Linked DNA regions of Mus musculus: all the other regions are linked to region 2. A link is a contact called in public HiChIP or PLAC-seq and promoter capture Hi-C data. All regions are on one chromosome and are shown on one strand. Each heading gives the region's core, a stretch centred on a gene start, on an enhancer-like site or on the middle of the called end of the contact. The rest is flanking DNA. Distances are from core to core; before and after follow the strand shown. Region 1 holds the start of Meaf6 (MYST/Esa1-associated factor 6). Region 2 holds the start of 2610028E06Rik (RIKEN cDNA 2610028E06 gene). Region 3 has its middle 11 kb from the start of Gm32696. Region 4 overlaps Gm32611 (a long non-coding RNA gene). Region 5 holds the start of Gnl2 (guanine nucleotide binding protein-like 2 (nucleolar)).

Region 1 (2,700 bases), core at 61-2,560, 840 kb before region 2:
CATATGGTACAGAGACATACATGCAGGCAAAACACTCATAGACATAAAAAGAAAATTTCCAAGGTCTGATTGTTATTTTTTTGAGCCTAGGCTAGCCTCAAATTCTCTGTGTAGTTGAGGCTCATCTTGATTTTTTCCCCCTCAAAACAGCTGTCCTGTCTGTCTTCGAGTCCCCTGAGTGCTGGGAATAAAGACATGTGCCACCATGCCTGGCCCTGGGAGGTTCTTCTGTGGGCCAGGCTGGCAGGAAAGGAAGAGATGCTAGACTCAAATTCAGGGATTTGTGCAAGCTTGGGCTTAGGCAGATATTTTACCAACTGAGTTTCATCTACAGCCTTGACTTTCTTTTTTGGGGGGTGGTGGTGAAACTGTCTTATATAGTCTTACTGGCCCAAATACTATGTAGTACCTTGACCTTCCTGCTTCTTTTACCGCGGCCTCTTGGGTGCTAGAATTATAGGCATGTACTACTGGAGAGGAACAAGAGATTAGTGAAGAGGTTTGTGAGAGAGAAAATTAGGCAAGAGGAGTTTTAGAAAATTGAGAATTTCTCATACCTGTTGAACAATATACATCTAGGGCATAGAAACCCAAGGACATCCACCCATGGGGGCAAAGAACGCCACCTAAACTACGAGTGACGTTGCTGAGCACTGAGAATGCAGAGGTGGGCTCAGGGTGTACCTGTAGAGTGCTTGCTTCGTCTGTCCTGAGATCCATCCCCAGCACCTATTAACAGCGGGCATGCTCAACACATGGAATCCCAGCAGTGGGAAGGCAGAGGCAGGACGATAAACTCACGGTCTGTTTCTGTTCAATACCAGCCTGGATACAGTTCTGGATCTGAAGATAGAAGCTAATTCTTTCATAATCCTTCCCCTCCGGCAAACCACGTACAACAGGAGATCTGCTTGCCTGTGCTAAACCCAGCAAGATGTTGGTTTGGGGATCTTCTCTGCAACCCGGTTGGTGGGCGGAACCTTGCTCAGGTTTTCCACCTGCAGTTGGGTGGTGTTGCAAGGACCTCGTCTGCCGGGAGACATATGGAATACTCAACAGGCCTATGCTGCAGCTGGGTTCTCGATGTAGTGAATGTCTGTGGGTGTCTGTTAAGCTCAGAGGCCCACAGTGGAGCAGCAAGGAAGGTCCCACACGTACAAGCGCCTCTCCGCGCCGGCTTTCGCGCGCTGAGCCGGCCAGCTTCCCCGGAAGCCGCGCGCGCAGGCGCGGTGTGGGGGGTCGCGCCCCCTGGCGGCCAGCGGCGACAGTGCGCAGGGTCCGCCTACTGGTCGCGCGCCGCCGCCTCCGCCGCCGCTTGAGCCCAACATGGCGATGCACAACAAGACGGCGCCGCCGCAGATCCCAGACACCCGGCGGGAGCTGGCCGAGCTGGTTAAGCGGAAGCAGGAGCTGGCGGTGAGTGGCCGAGGCCTGGACGCCGTCCCCACTTGGCCTCGCAGGCAGCTCCGGAGGCGAGGACGGCGGGCAGCCAGGGTCTGGGCGCTCTGGGCGGCCGGGCGCGGCGCGGTTCCCTGCGGCGGCGCGGTTCCCGGCCTGCGCTCAGTGGGGCGGGGCGGGGCGGTGAGGGCGCGGGAAGGGCGAGAGGCAGGAGGCGGGGACGACGCTCAGGTCGGGTTAGCGGTTGGAAAGGAGGCGGCTAGACCCCGGCCTGGAGAAGATGCACGATGGATTCCATGGGCGGCGCGTTTCAATGGCCGGGGAATGTGGTGTATTTGAGGATGCCAAGGAACGGGGCTGGCGGGAGACCCAAGACGCAGCCTAGGGAATTTGGATTGGTGACGCGCACCAGGAGCCGCCGGCACCCTGCTGACTGCCCTGTAGGCTCCCGCCTTTTACGGCGAGCATCCGGGAGGCAAAGCTCACCTGAAGCTGCCCTTCCAGGTTTCCATAGCAACCGGCATCCACTGCGGGCGGCCCTTCCAGAGCTAGCAGGGAGGAAGCAGTTGATGTAGAAGAGATGCTTTTGAAAAGCTGTTCACCCTTCTCGCTGCTGGTAGCAACACATTTAGTGAGTGAGAATGGAGACAGCTCACGGTCTGTCTCATCCCTGCTCGTGACAGCTAGGTTTTGCCTCTGAAGTAGATGCAAAATCTTGCATGTGTGTGCATTTTCTGAGGATAGACTATACATTTCATTCTATTTATAAAGGGGTCCATCACCCCTACACTTCCACAGAAATGGTTCATTGTGGGTAAGCTTGACTTTACAAGTCTGTGACGGAATTTCAGTTTGCTTAATGCTTGTTTTTCCCTGTCCCTGTTTTCATCACCTAGGAAACACTTGCAAACTTGGAGAGACAGATATATGCTTTTGAAGGAAGCTACCTGGAAGACACTCAGATGTATGGCAATATTATCCGTGGCTGGGATCGGTATTTGACCAATCAAAAGTGAGTGTCAAAATCTAGTAGTATTAGCTGAGCACTGGTGGTGCACGCCTTTAATCCCAGCACTTGGGAAGCAGAGGCAGGTAGATTTCTGAGTTCGAGGCCAGCCTGGTCAACAGAGTAAGTTCCAGGACAGCCAGGGCTATACAGAGAAACCCTGTCTGGAAGAAAAAAAAATCTAATAGTATCTCTCCATTTTATCCTCTACTAATATTTGGCTGCAGGATTTTTGTTTTGATTTAAAACATGGTCTTACTATGTAGCCCTGGTTAGCCTGGAACTCACTAAGTAAA
Region 2 (2,700 bases), core at 181-2,680:
AACTGGAGAAGACAGAAATCCAATACAAGGATGTATCCACTGGCTAGCCATCACTGTGCGAACAGAGGCCTGGCCATGCCACGGAGAAGGAAAATGTCCTTGTCAACTAGGGACCAGAAAGGAAGACAGTTTACCCAGTGGTGCCTGAGTTCTTCAACAAAGGATCACCGGCAGGATGAGTGTCACCACCTGGCTCATACCCAGCAGTGTCTGAGCCCCTCAATAAAGGATGCCCACAGGGTGAGTGTTGCCCACTTCAGTGGTGTGCTGGAAAACAGATGCGACAGTGAGTAGTCATCTATAGCACTTGCCAAAGGCCCTGGTGTGAATATTCTTACCCAAGTTGATTTCAAGCTATCCAGCTGAGGATGTGGCTCAGTGGCAGAGCACTTGCCTAGCGTGCTTAAAGGAAGAGATCCTGTTCCGTCCCTCTACTCCTGTCCCCTTGGGTGGTAAAGAAGCAGGGCAATGCTGGGTGTGACCATTGCACAAAAAATGCCTTCCAACCTGCGCTCCTGCTGCGCTGAAATTGCTTGGGAGGATGGGACGCAGCAGCCAGAGCGAGGGAAGCGGAACGAGATTTCTATGGATCCTCTATTATCTGCCCTCCGCAATGCAGGCAGGCCCTGTGGTAGTCGCAGAACTAAGAAGGTGCCCCCTGCTGTCCAAGGGATGGATGTGAAAGGCTAGAGTTAAACAGGAGCCCCAGTGGTAGGGATTCTCCAAGGTCAGAGGCAGCGGGGTCTCTGAAGGCACCAGGCAGGCCCACAGAGGACAGAGACTCGCGTAAGAGAGGGAGAATTCACACAGGCTAGAGGGTTCTTTCTGGTAACTGAGTCTTCCAACTTTGCAAAGTTCTAGGAGGTAAGGTTTTCATCGCCGCTCCAGGCAAGACCCTACCTTTTGTATGGTTCACAGCCTCGAAAAAACAGCGCCACCCGCTGGTGATCATGTGCTCAAGCACGGGGCCTCCGGAAAGCATTTTATATCCAAGACCTAGAGAGGAATTGTGGATGGCTGAGCACACACAGCCCCTTCCCTGCTGAAGCATGAAGAAGCATTCCATTCACAAGAGGAAAATGAGGCCAAGAAAGCTTTTCTTACCTGAAAGAACACGAAATCCATGCCCGGGATGGCAGAGTTCCCTCAGCTCGAGATTCCAGTTCGCTGCCCACAGCCAGGGCCAGACCCAATCGGTGGTGGAGTGGACTAGGCAGGGAAAAGTCGGGTGGGTTTCGTGGGGACAAGCTGTAGGTGGGCTCTGAGAGTCTCTGATCTTCACCTTCTCATCCTGAGTTCCTCACACAGGGCTATGGCTTCAGTAGGCCCCCCTAAGCAGCAGTCTCCCTGGAATCTGCAGCTGCATGCTGTCTTCAGGGGCGGGGCTGGGCGGGAAGGGGATGAATACCAGGACCCAGAGATGATGCGTCTGGCGTGGCCTGGTTCCCTCTCCGCTCCTCTGCGCCTTAATTAAGTGCTTTCATTTCCCTCCTTCCCAGCACAGAGGCCCAGCTGAGATAAGGCATTGATCCCCTCCCAAAGGAGGAGGGAGGCCTGCCGAGCTCTTTGTGGGACAAAGACTGATGGCTTATTAGCAAGGCCTTAATTGTGTGGCCTGAAACTTGAGGAAGTTAGAAGATACATCTGAACTAGGGAGTGCCTCTGAAGTGAACCGTTTCTTCCCTGCATCCCACCGTACACCCCCACCTCAGCCCAGCCTAGTGGAGATCAGCCCACCCTAGCCCTGACCTCAGGGAAGCAAAGGCTCAGAGTGTTGATTGCAAAGGATGGGGAAGATGTCTCGCACGGCCAAATGATGCTCCAGTTTGCCAGATGCAGACAAGGACAAGGTCCAGGGACCCAAATGTAGACACCAGCTCTGCTACTATCTAGCTGAAAGACTCTAATAAAGCCTAGCCCTCTGAGGGCCTCAGTTTCCCTTTCTGTACAATGAGAAAGTTTACTTCTAGCCATAGTATACAAATATATGTGTTGAAACTGTGTGGCGGGGAGGAATAAAAGGTAAAGTCAAGTGCCATCCAATTCCTCAAGGCCCATTTTCTTCTTCCCTGTGTGTTAGAATTCACAGAAACGCAGTGGCAACTGGAGCATCCCGGATCAACTGCTCCATCATTCCAGCTGCCCAGTAGGTGTGATTAGAGTCATGGGGCTATCAGGAGTTAAGACAGTCCCCTATAGCAGCAAGTCCCCAGCCCTGGTAATCATTCATCATTCTTTCTTAAAAGATAACTTCTTGTAGATAGATAGATAGATAGATAGATAGATAGACAGACAGATAGACAGACAGACAGACCATAGAAACCAGTAGCTGCTATAATCTCCTTGAGGAGAAAGCGCTGCAGCCAACACAGCATCCCATCCATGTGAACGGAAAATCTGAGCATCCCATGCAGCCCTGCCCTTCACACCCAGCAGCCCTCCCAGCCAGTGCGTATCCTTGGCAACCAGCCAGGGCCCAGGGTTTCACATCGACATTTGTTGAATAAAAAATGAACGTAGGAAGTTAAGGAGCAGTGCATAGGGAACACTGGAGCCTCAAGCCTCATCCGTCACCTGCAAGCCTCTCACCTCACTGGGTCTTCCAACACAACACAAAGGGTCACAATGCCGTTGTCTCTGTCCTAGGGCTGAGGACACTGTTTTCAGGAAGGAGTAAATCGGTTGTCCTCCCGTGGACAC
Region 3 (2,700 bases), core at 196-2,695, 600 kb before region 2:
CAAAGAGACAGGAGTCAGGGAAGGACCTTAAAAAAAATCAGAAAAGCAATTCCAACAGCGACAAAGCAAGCAAAAATACTTATGAGTAAGTTAAACTAAGAGAAAAACCTATGCACTAAAACTCCAAATCTTTGATGAAAGAAATTAAAGAAACACAAGCAGAAAGATCATCAGTATTTGTGTATTATTTTTCCAGGGTGTGTGTGTGAGAGAGAGAGAGAGAGAGAGAGAGAGAGAGAGAGAGAGAGACAGAGACAGAGACAGAGACAGAGACAGAGAGACAAAGAGAGACAGAGAGTATGAATGTGTGTGTGTATGTATGCCTGAAAGAGAGTATTGTGTATGTGCGTGCATGTGTGTATGTACATTTGCACATTTGTGGGTGCACACGGAGGTCTAAGGTTGATGCAGGAAATCATCTTTGATCACTCATTGACCTTGCCCACTGAGGCAGGCTCCCTCAGTCACACTCAGAGCTCTCCGATATGGCTCTTCTCAGTAGCCACCTTACTCTGAGGAGTAATGCCCACCTGGTATTGATGTGGATTCTGGAGATCTGAACTCTGGTCCTCGTGGGTTCACCATGCACTTTATGTGTTTAGTTATCTCTCCAGATTGAGAATTACAGCTTTTAGATGGCTATAGATTCACACAACTTGAGGATTCAATGTGATCCTTCTTAAAACCTTCAGGGATACTTTTCAAAGAATGACAAAAGAAATTCACATACAATTTCAACCTTTGTGTGTATGACATCCCAAAAGACTGAACCATGCGGATAATCTTGAATGAACAAAGCTGCAAGCATCACGCTTCCTGATTTCAAACTATGCTGCAGAGTTACAGGAATAAAACAGCGAGGCAGCGGCATGAAAGTCGACAGGTAGACCAATGGACAGAGCTGAGAGCTCAGAAACGGATCCAGGCACTCAGGCACACAGGTGCCAGGATGTGAAGCCGGGAAGGAAGCTTCTTCAGTGAATGGTGCTGGGGACACAGCATTCCCCACAGGCAAAGATTGAAGAAGGACCTTATCTTTTGTCACACACAAAAATTAATGCAGAGTAGTTTAAAGCCTAAGCTACTAGAAGACAATGGGGAAGCTCACCTGTCATTTTCAAAGCAAAAATCCTTGGATTCGACCTTAAAATACAACCAAAGTGGAAGGAGATACAGGGACCGCACATCAAACTAAAGAGCTTTCCCCAGCAAAGGAAACAACCAGCCACCCGAAGAACAAAAAAATCTAAGGAGTGGAAGAAGGGATATGCAAACCACACATCAGTAAGGGGTTGGAATTCCATGTAGAAGGAGTTCCTACAGATGAATAGCAAACAAGCAATCCAGTTAAAACATTGGCAGCAAGGCTGAACAGCTATCCTGACCAGCAACCAATCGAAAACCCCAGCACTACTAATGATATTCAAATGGTTACCAACTGTATGCAAATAATCACCATGATGAGGTGGGACAGGCCTGTTAGAATGGCCTTTATTCAGAGGATAAGGATACTGAAGCTAGTGAGGATCTGGAGGAAAGGGGATGCTTCTAGGCCGTTGTTTACAAGAGTTTAATTGATACTGCTCTTGCTGAAAAAAAAAATAAAGACAGAATTAGAGCATTATCCAGCAATACCATTTATAGGTATATACTCAAAGGAATGAATTAAGCACAGTGAAGCGATCACTCTGTGTATTCCCACGTTCACTGTAGTGAACACAGACTCAACCTAAGCGTTCACTGGCAAGTGAGTAGATAAAGAAAATGTGAATGATAGTCTCCCTCCCCCTCCCCCTCTTCCTCCCCCCCTCTCCCTCCCCCCTCTGTAATACTGTTCAGTCTTAAAAAGGAAATTTACATTTTTAGCAACATGGACAGAGTTGGGGAATACCTCACAAGTAAAAGGAATCTGTCACTGAAATTCAACATCTCCCAAGCTCATGTCTGTGGGGATGGAGCTTCGATTGGAGAGAAGGGGTAAGTTCTAGAGACAGGGTGTACAGAAAGGGGAGATGGTAAGAGCATACCGCATGCACCCTTGAAAACAGCTGAAGTAAACTGCAGGTCTGTGAGATGAGGACCTCACATGATCTAATTGTTTCACGGTGTTTAAATGCACCTAAGTCTTACTGTGCACACTATGAGTGGATACAAATATTTTGTCCAAGAAAAAATTTAAAGAAAATAAGAATTTTGTATTCTACAAACAAATATAGTGATCTTGATTAAACCAACCTTGTAGACCACTGACTGTCCTGAGTTGATCCTTTGAGAACCGTTCCTGGCATGCTAGCCTTCCCTTTACACCATCTTTCCCATCATGCAGTCTGTTTTTAATCCTGGAAGCCCCTCAGAGGTTTCCTTCCTGCCTATCAAGTTTTAATTCAGACATCTCTTCTGCAAACCATGTTTTCTTTAAGTTCCCAAGCAAAAGGGCAGCCGATCCCCTCACTCCCCTCACCACCTTCACCTTCCCTCTTCTCGCTGAAAACACCTTGTTCTTGCTAGGCAGAGTGCTCCAGCCCTCTGTCCTCCTGGAGAGAACTTGCTTTGTTCACAGATGGGACCTCAAAGCCTTGAACCAGACAGGCAAACAGGAGGTACCCAGTAAGTGCTTGTGCCGAAGTGGGTCAGTTCTAGATGATGCCACCAACTCTTCCTGCAGCTGTGTCAAATTCTGGGCTATCATTCAAGGGACAC
Region 4 (2,700 bases), core at 186-2,685, 730 kb before region 2:
GACCCTCTCCCACAGGACTGGGATGCTTCTTCATGCCCTGTGCCCTGGACAACCCTCTAAGAATTATCTTCCGAGCCTGCTACTCAGGACTCCAGAGATCCAAAATTGTGAGACCAAGGAAAGACATGGCCAAAGGGTAGGGCTGGAACTAATGGTCCAATAGATATGTTCAAACTGTGCCCCCCCCCCCAGGACTGCAGGTATCCCAGGATAGTGAATATGGCCTTTGTAGATCATCACACAATGATGTCAGAAGGTTGGATGGGCCTGGTAGCTGCTGTCAATTGTAGGAATTCCTTTATGAATGGTGGGAAGGGAAAAAGGATACAGCAGCAGCAGCAGCAGCAGCAAGCTAAAAGCCTTTAGCCACACTTCCCTCCATACTGCTGTGGAGGACAGAGGAGAAATGTACTTGGGCCAGGTGCTTAGGGAGAGAATCTAGGGAAAGGCAGAGGGAGAGGAGAGGGATTGGGAACTTTGAGAGATTCCAGGGATGATCAGGGCTCCTTTTTAATTGCTTTTGGCCACTGGATGGTATCTTTGAATGTAGAATCAGGTAAAACGAGGCCCCATGGGCAGAGGAATTCATTTGTGTTGTTCAAGCAAGGCTCCCCAGCCCCTTCCTTACCTTTTGTTTCTGGAAACAGGACACACGAGGCACAGATGCACACATTGTTAGTAAATTAATGATGGCTTTTAAGATTAATAGAGTCAGGGAGAAGGGGAACACAGGCTTCACACCTGGGCTGGAGGGACAGAAACCTGTTCAAAGCTGCAGGCTCATAAAGAGAACTCTAAGATTGTGGGGGTGCTCCTTAGAGGGGAGACTTGAAGTTGCAGCTAGGAAGCCCCCAGTGTCCCTTGTCGCTGTCTCTCGTTACCCTGTCTTTGCCTTCTCTGCTCCCCTTGTTCTTGTACCCTAGGGGATTCAACAGTAAACAGTGGCGATGTATCTTCTTCCTTTCCCAGTTCTGTGGTTTTGGAAGAACGTCACCATGGCAAGTGAGGGTGGGACAGGCTCAAGGTCTCCAAGCAGGGAGTCCCTAGCTCCAGCCTGGATTGTGACAGGCTTCAAAGAGCTGTTTCCACACAGGCAGGCAACCTGGTGGTCGTTCAGGGAGATAGCCCTCCTTGTTTGAGTGCGTAAGTACTATGCCAGCCTGAGATCGATGATAAAACTGAGATCGATGATAAAACTACGATTTTCCTTTCCTTGAAGGCAGAGCCCAGAGCATCCTCCACCTTAGCCCTGTAACCTGGTGTCCCACACAGCCTCCTCCTCTGGCCCAACTGGGGCCCCCTGGGGACCTTTGTGTTCCCCTCCCTGCTCTTAGCATCCTCCCATTGCTCCTGGTGGCAAGACTGTGGGGCAGGAAGCATGTCCAGGAGGGTCCTGTGCTCTGCCCCTCCTTAGTGACTAACTCCTTTCCCTAGAGCTCTGTGGATGCTCCTCCCCTCTCCATGGGCTCATGCTGTTGTCTTACAGAGGCATGCTGGGATTGCTTCTGACAAGGGAATGACCTTGGTTCCTCCCACATCCCTGGTCAGAGGCTGGGTTGCTCCAACTATGGACTTAGGACTAAGAAAGGGTAAAACCTTTTACCTTCAGTGAATGGCCTCTTCCAGATGTTTCTGAGCCCCAAATCCAGGAAGCAGATATTTCAATCTTACAAAAGGATAATGGGTTGGGTGTGGTAGTGTATACCTCCAGACCCATCTGTCAGGTTGAGGCTGGAGAACTATGAGTTTGTGAGTTTGAGGTTAGCCTGGGCTACACAGTAAGACCCTGTTACACACATACACACACACATACACACACACATACACACACACACACACACACACACACACACACACACACACACACACTGACATTCAGTGGGCTTTGGCTCTGTACCAGGCTTTGTTCTAAGTACTTGATTTATTCTACCTCTGTTCCTAGCCACCTTGTGAAGACATACGCTGGCATATTCATGTCCATTTTGAAGATGAGAAAACTGAGGCACAGCACACAGGTGATGTGCCCAAAGCCAGATTTAAATCCAGACAGCTTGGCTCTAGAAACCACCGTACATGGCCTTTCTTAGCCTGAACGTTTTGTGTCATTAAAAAAAAAATCAAATGTTATTTTGATATCATAACAGGGGAAAGATAGCACAGAATGCTTCAGGGGTTTTGTAGGGGAGGGCATCAAAATATCCTACCTTGAACTTACTCATTTTCTCCCCTCATTTTTATTTATATATGTGTGCCTGTCTGTTTAAATGCTACATGTGTGCAGAAGAAAGTGTTGGATCCCCCCTTGTTAGAAGGACCTGAAGATTTTAACTCTGGCTCCCTTCACTGTGCACTTAGAAAATTCTTGACCTGGTTCAAGGTCCCAGCCAGGGCCTTACACCGTTCTGCCTGGGCCTGGCCTCCAGCCTCTAGCGTTGGCATGAGCTGACAGGTTGAGCTTCAATCACGTGGTGTCAGGACCTTCTGGGCCCTCCTGGTAGGTGGATGGGGTCTGACACAGCTCATTCTCCCAGCCCTGCCTGCCAGGAGAGGCAGCAGCTTCCTGAAAAGAGGATCTCAAAGCCAGCTCACACCGCCCGCCCGCTCGCCTCGCCTGGCTCGGGCTCCCTCCTGACAGCCCCAGGCTGGCGGCAGATGGCTCGGCTTCTCAACTGCAGAGGAGGTGCTGCAGCATCAGGAGCT
Region 5 (2,700 bases), core at 18-2,517, 890 kb before region 2:
ACCCAAGAAAGCAGCCAATGCTCTTGTGAACAGAGTCATTTCGGGTAGTGGCATGTGCCGTGAAGTGAGGTGGGATGGAATAACAGGAAGAGAGTGGCTGACTTAAATCAGTAACTCAGCAAATACTTCTGCCAAAGGAGCTGCTGCCAGATAGATCAAGAGAATGTAGTTCCATTTAAAAACAAGTGAACAGTGAAAAAAATCTTTTGGTGTAGGGTCTCTCTATGTAGCTCAAGCTGGATTTGAACTTGTGACAATCCTCCTGCCTTAGCCTCTCAAGTATATCATGTTTCCTTAGATCCTTTAAGTTATCCTAAACGATGATTGGAATATAAGCTAGAAAGTGTGTTTATTTATTTTTAACCTGAAATTCAAATTTCACTGTCTTGTATTTTTTTTCTTGATGTTCTCCTCCCCCCCTCCTGCTTCCCCCTCCTCCTCCTCCTCCCCCTCCTCCTGCTCCTACTCCTACTCCTCCACCTTCTTGGAGACAAGTCATGCTATATAATGTGGACAAGTCTGGAACTCCTTCCTCTGCCTTTTGAGCATTGGTATTATAGGTGTGTGTCACCATGCTGATGAATTTGCTAGTGTTTGCAATCCTATGGATAGAGGATATTTGAGCAGGAACTGACCAGAAGGAACCAGCGATGCCGATTCAGGGAATGTGTGATCAAACAGAGCAACATTCAGTGTAAATGTCAGAAGAGGGAGAAATGAGGTCAGAGGAACGGAGCCAGATCACAAGTTTTGTAGGGATTGGAAGGAGTTTGAATCTGTCTCTCTTTGCGATAATAAACCATTGGAGAATTTAAAATCTCTCTCTCTCTCTCTCTCTGTCTCTCTCTCTCTCTCTCTCTCTCTCTCTCTGTCTCTCTCTCTGTCTCTCTGTCTCTCTCTCTTTCTTTCAAGCTGAGGCTTGAATCCAAAGTCTGTTGTTACTAAAAACTGCTCTACTCCAGCCTAAAATTTAAAGGCAGGTATGACCTGTTCTGATATTTGCCCGCTCTTGCTGGAACACTTTTAGAAAGGTTCAGAGGGCAAATTCCCATCAGCTCATGCACTGGGCCGAGAACAGGCTTCTCTCTTTTTCTCTTTCTCTCTTTTTCTCACTAAACCCAGGACTGCCCGGTGCCCTGGACGTTGCTATGGAAGGGACGCTTGACGGTTGCTAGACCCGGGGGAGGCGGGAGCAGGACAGAGGCGGAGCCGGGTCAGCCTTAGGCAAGCGCCGCGCGCTCTCAGGAAGTCGCGTAGCGCGAGCGGAAGTGACGTCGCGCGTGTTCAGGGTCCAACGTGCTTCACACAGGACGCTTTCCCGGCTGGGAAGTCGTGAAGTGGTTTACCTCGCGAGTAGCAGAGCGGTGTCGGTACTGTCGTCAGGATGGTGAAGCCCAAGTACAAAGGACGGAGCACCATCAACCGCTCGGCGGCCAGCACCAACCCAGGTACGGCGGACCGGGCGGGACCAGGCCGCAGGAGCCGTCGGGGACGGAGGAAGGCCCGTTCCGGCCTGGGCGGCGGACCCGAGGTCTAGGCACCTGCTCTAAAGTTGGGGGATGAGTCACGCCAGCCTCTGGCAGCCCCGAGGCCTCTCAGGAGGAGGTGTAGAGAAAGGCAAGTTAAAAGTGGGCTAGGGTCCTGGAGTCCTGGCACATGCCTGTCATCCCAGCACTTAGGAAGCTGAGGCAGAGGGGATCACGAGTTAGTGGCTATCTGGACTACAGGGTACAGACTGAAGACACAGAGTGGAGTAGGTTGGCCCAGGTGGCATTTTACCCTTAACCATAGCATTCGTGCCACCTTAGCTTTGACCGTGGAATCAGACCATGCATAAGCAACACTTCAGGTAAATATAGTGATTTCAATAGAGGTGGTTTTGAGATACGAGAAATTCCCATCTACAGGGCAAACAAAACAGGCTTTCGAGGAGTCCCTCCCACTTTGATTTAGCTACTAAAACTGTGTTTAAATATGGGTTAGTCATAGAGGGGCTTGGTGACGCATCCCTGTAGTTCCCAATACTGGGAAGGCAGGACAGACAGATCTCTTGTGAATTCGAGGCCAGCCTGGTCTGCATAGTGAGACTGTCTCAAACTGGTGGGGGGAAAAATTAGGTATACTCTTGTCTCCGTAAGGCTGCAAGGATAGCTGACTTCTGTATCTCCTTGTAATTTGCATAATTAGGGTTTTGATTAGATTTTTTTAAAAAAATGATGAAAACACTCAGAGACTGGAGAGAACATGGGGAGAATAAGAGCTCACTCGTACTGCTGTTGCAGGAGGACCAGAGTTCAATTCCAGTTCAATCAGCTCTCACCTACCTGGAAGTTCAACTCCAAGGGGAATCTGATACCTCTGGCCTTCAAGGCATCTACCCACATATATCCGTATAATGTTTAGTACTGTGTATGTAGCAGTACTAAAGGAGAACATGCAGGAAAGTTGCTGCGTTACTTTGTGATCTTTTATAACTGTATTAAGTCACATAATACCATGCATTTGGAAGATTCACTTGGGATTGGTTGGTGATTAGTGTGATGATGTTTCTAAGCAGGGGTTAAGTTTATCAACAGCTGAAAAATGTAGACGGAAACCTTGAGGGTTGGTAGGAAGAGGGACTCAGGAAAAGGATAGGTAGCCAGATGTGTGTGGGCCGACTTCTCAGGAGAGCCCTCCAGGGGTTTAGTTTGATTTTGG

Evidence for each region. Promoter capture Hi-C pulls out the DNA fragments that hold promoters and counts their contacts. HiChIP or PLAC-seq counts read pairs in DNA pulled down with a chosen protein or histone mark.
Region 1: a promoter capture Hi-C map of pre-B cells shows a contact between it and region 2, with 8 times the contacts expected there. The contact joins the promoter of Meaf6 here to the promoter of 2610028E06Rik in region 2. A contact is called at or near these places in 4 of 39 promoter capture datasets (the C10 cell line, cranial neural crest and pre-B cells), 1 of 15 datasets of contacts at CTCF or cohesin (large pre-B cells), 6 of 115 datasets of contacts at active chromatin or transcription factors (embryonic basal ganglia, embryonic forebrain, embryonic stem cells and 2 more) and 1 of 9 other capture datasets (embryonic stem cells).
Region 3: a contact with region 2 is called in an H3K4me3 HiChIP or PLAC-seq map of embryonic basal ganglia, with 5 times the contacts expected there. The contact joins the enhancer-like site here to the promoter of 2610028E06Rik in region 2. A contact is called at or near these places in 11 of 115 datasets of contacts at active chromatin or transcription factors (SST interneurons, astrocytes, differentiating embryonic stem cells and 2 more) and 1 of 9 other capture datasets (embryonic stem cells).
Region 4: an H3K27ac HiChIP or PLAC-seq map of SST interneurons shows a contact between it and region 2, with 9 times the contacts expected there. The contact joins the enhancer-like site here to the promoter of 2610028E06Rik in region 2. A contact is called at or near these places in 2 of 15 datasets of contacts at CTCF or cohesin (the NIH/3T3 cell line and large pre-B cells), 9 of 115 datasets of contacts at active chromatin or transcription factors (SST interneurons, embryonic basal ganglia, embryonic hindbrain and 2 more) and 1 of 9 other capture datasets (embryonic stem cells).
Region 5: an H3K27ac HiChIP or PLAC-seq map of embryonic stem cells shows a contact between it and region 2, with 4 times the contacts expected there. The contact joins the promoter of Gnl2 here to the promoter of 2610028E06Rik in region 2.

Annotation. Positions count from the first base shown.
Region 1 is chr4:125,083,851-125,086,550 of GRCm38.p6, forward strand. Meaf6 (MYST/Esa1-associated factor 6) reads left to right here and starts at 1,311. Exons shown (of 8, transcript NM_001374123.1): 1 at 1,311-1,416; 2 at 2,295-2,410. The coding sequence starts at 1,327.
Region 2 is chr4:125,920,973-125,923,672 of GRCm38.p6, forward strand. It overlaps 2610028E06Rik (RIKEN cDNA 2610028E06 gene), which reads right to left and starts at 1,431. Exons shown (of 6, transcript NR_015560.2): 1 at 1,105-1,431; 2 at 901-996.
Region 3 is chr4:125,323,271-125,325,970 of GRCm38.p6, forward strand. No RefSeq gene overlaps it. Among named protein-coding and RNA genes, the nearest start is that of Gm32696, 11 kb to the left of the region's middle. Within about 2 kb of position 1,446, at least 3 of the 459 cell types and tissues checked have an H3K27ac peak or open chromatin away from gene starts, as enhancers often do. A contact at or near this core is called in embryonic basal ganglia, where this site is marked.
Region 4 is chr4:125,188,671-125,191,370 of GRCm38.p6, forward strand. The region is part of intron 2 of Gm32611 (a long non-coding RNA gene); the gene reads left to right. Among named protein-coding and RNA genes, the nearest start is that of Gm40244, 28 kb to the right of the region's middle. Within about 2 kb of position 1,436, at least 40 of the 459 cell types and tissues checked have an H3K27ac peak or open chromatin away from gene starts, as enhancers often do. A contact at or near this core is called in SST interneurons and embryonic stem cells, where this site is marked.
Region 5 is chr4:125,028,747-125,031,446 of GRCm38.p6, forward strand. Gnl2 (guanine nucleotide binding protein-like 2 (nucleolar)) reads left to right here and starts at 1,268. Exons shown (of 16, transcript NM_145552.2): 1 at 1,268-1,448. The coding sequence starts at 1,385.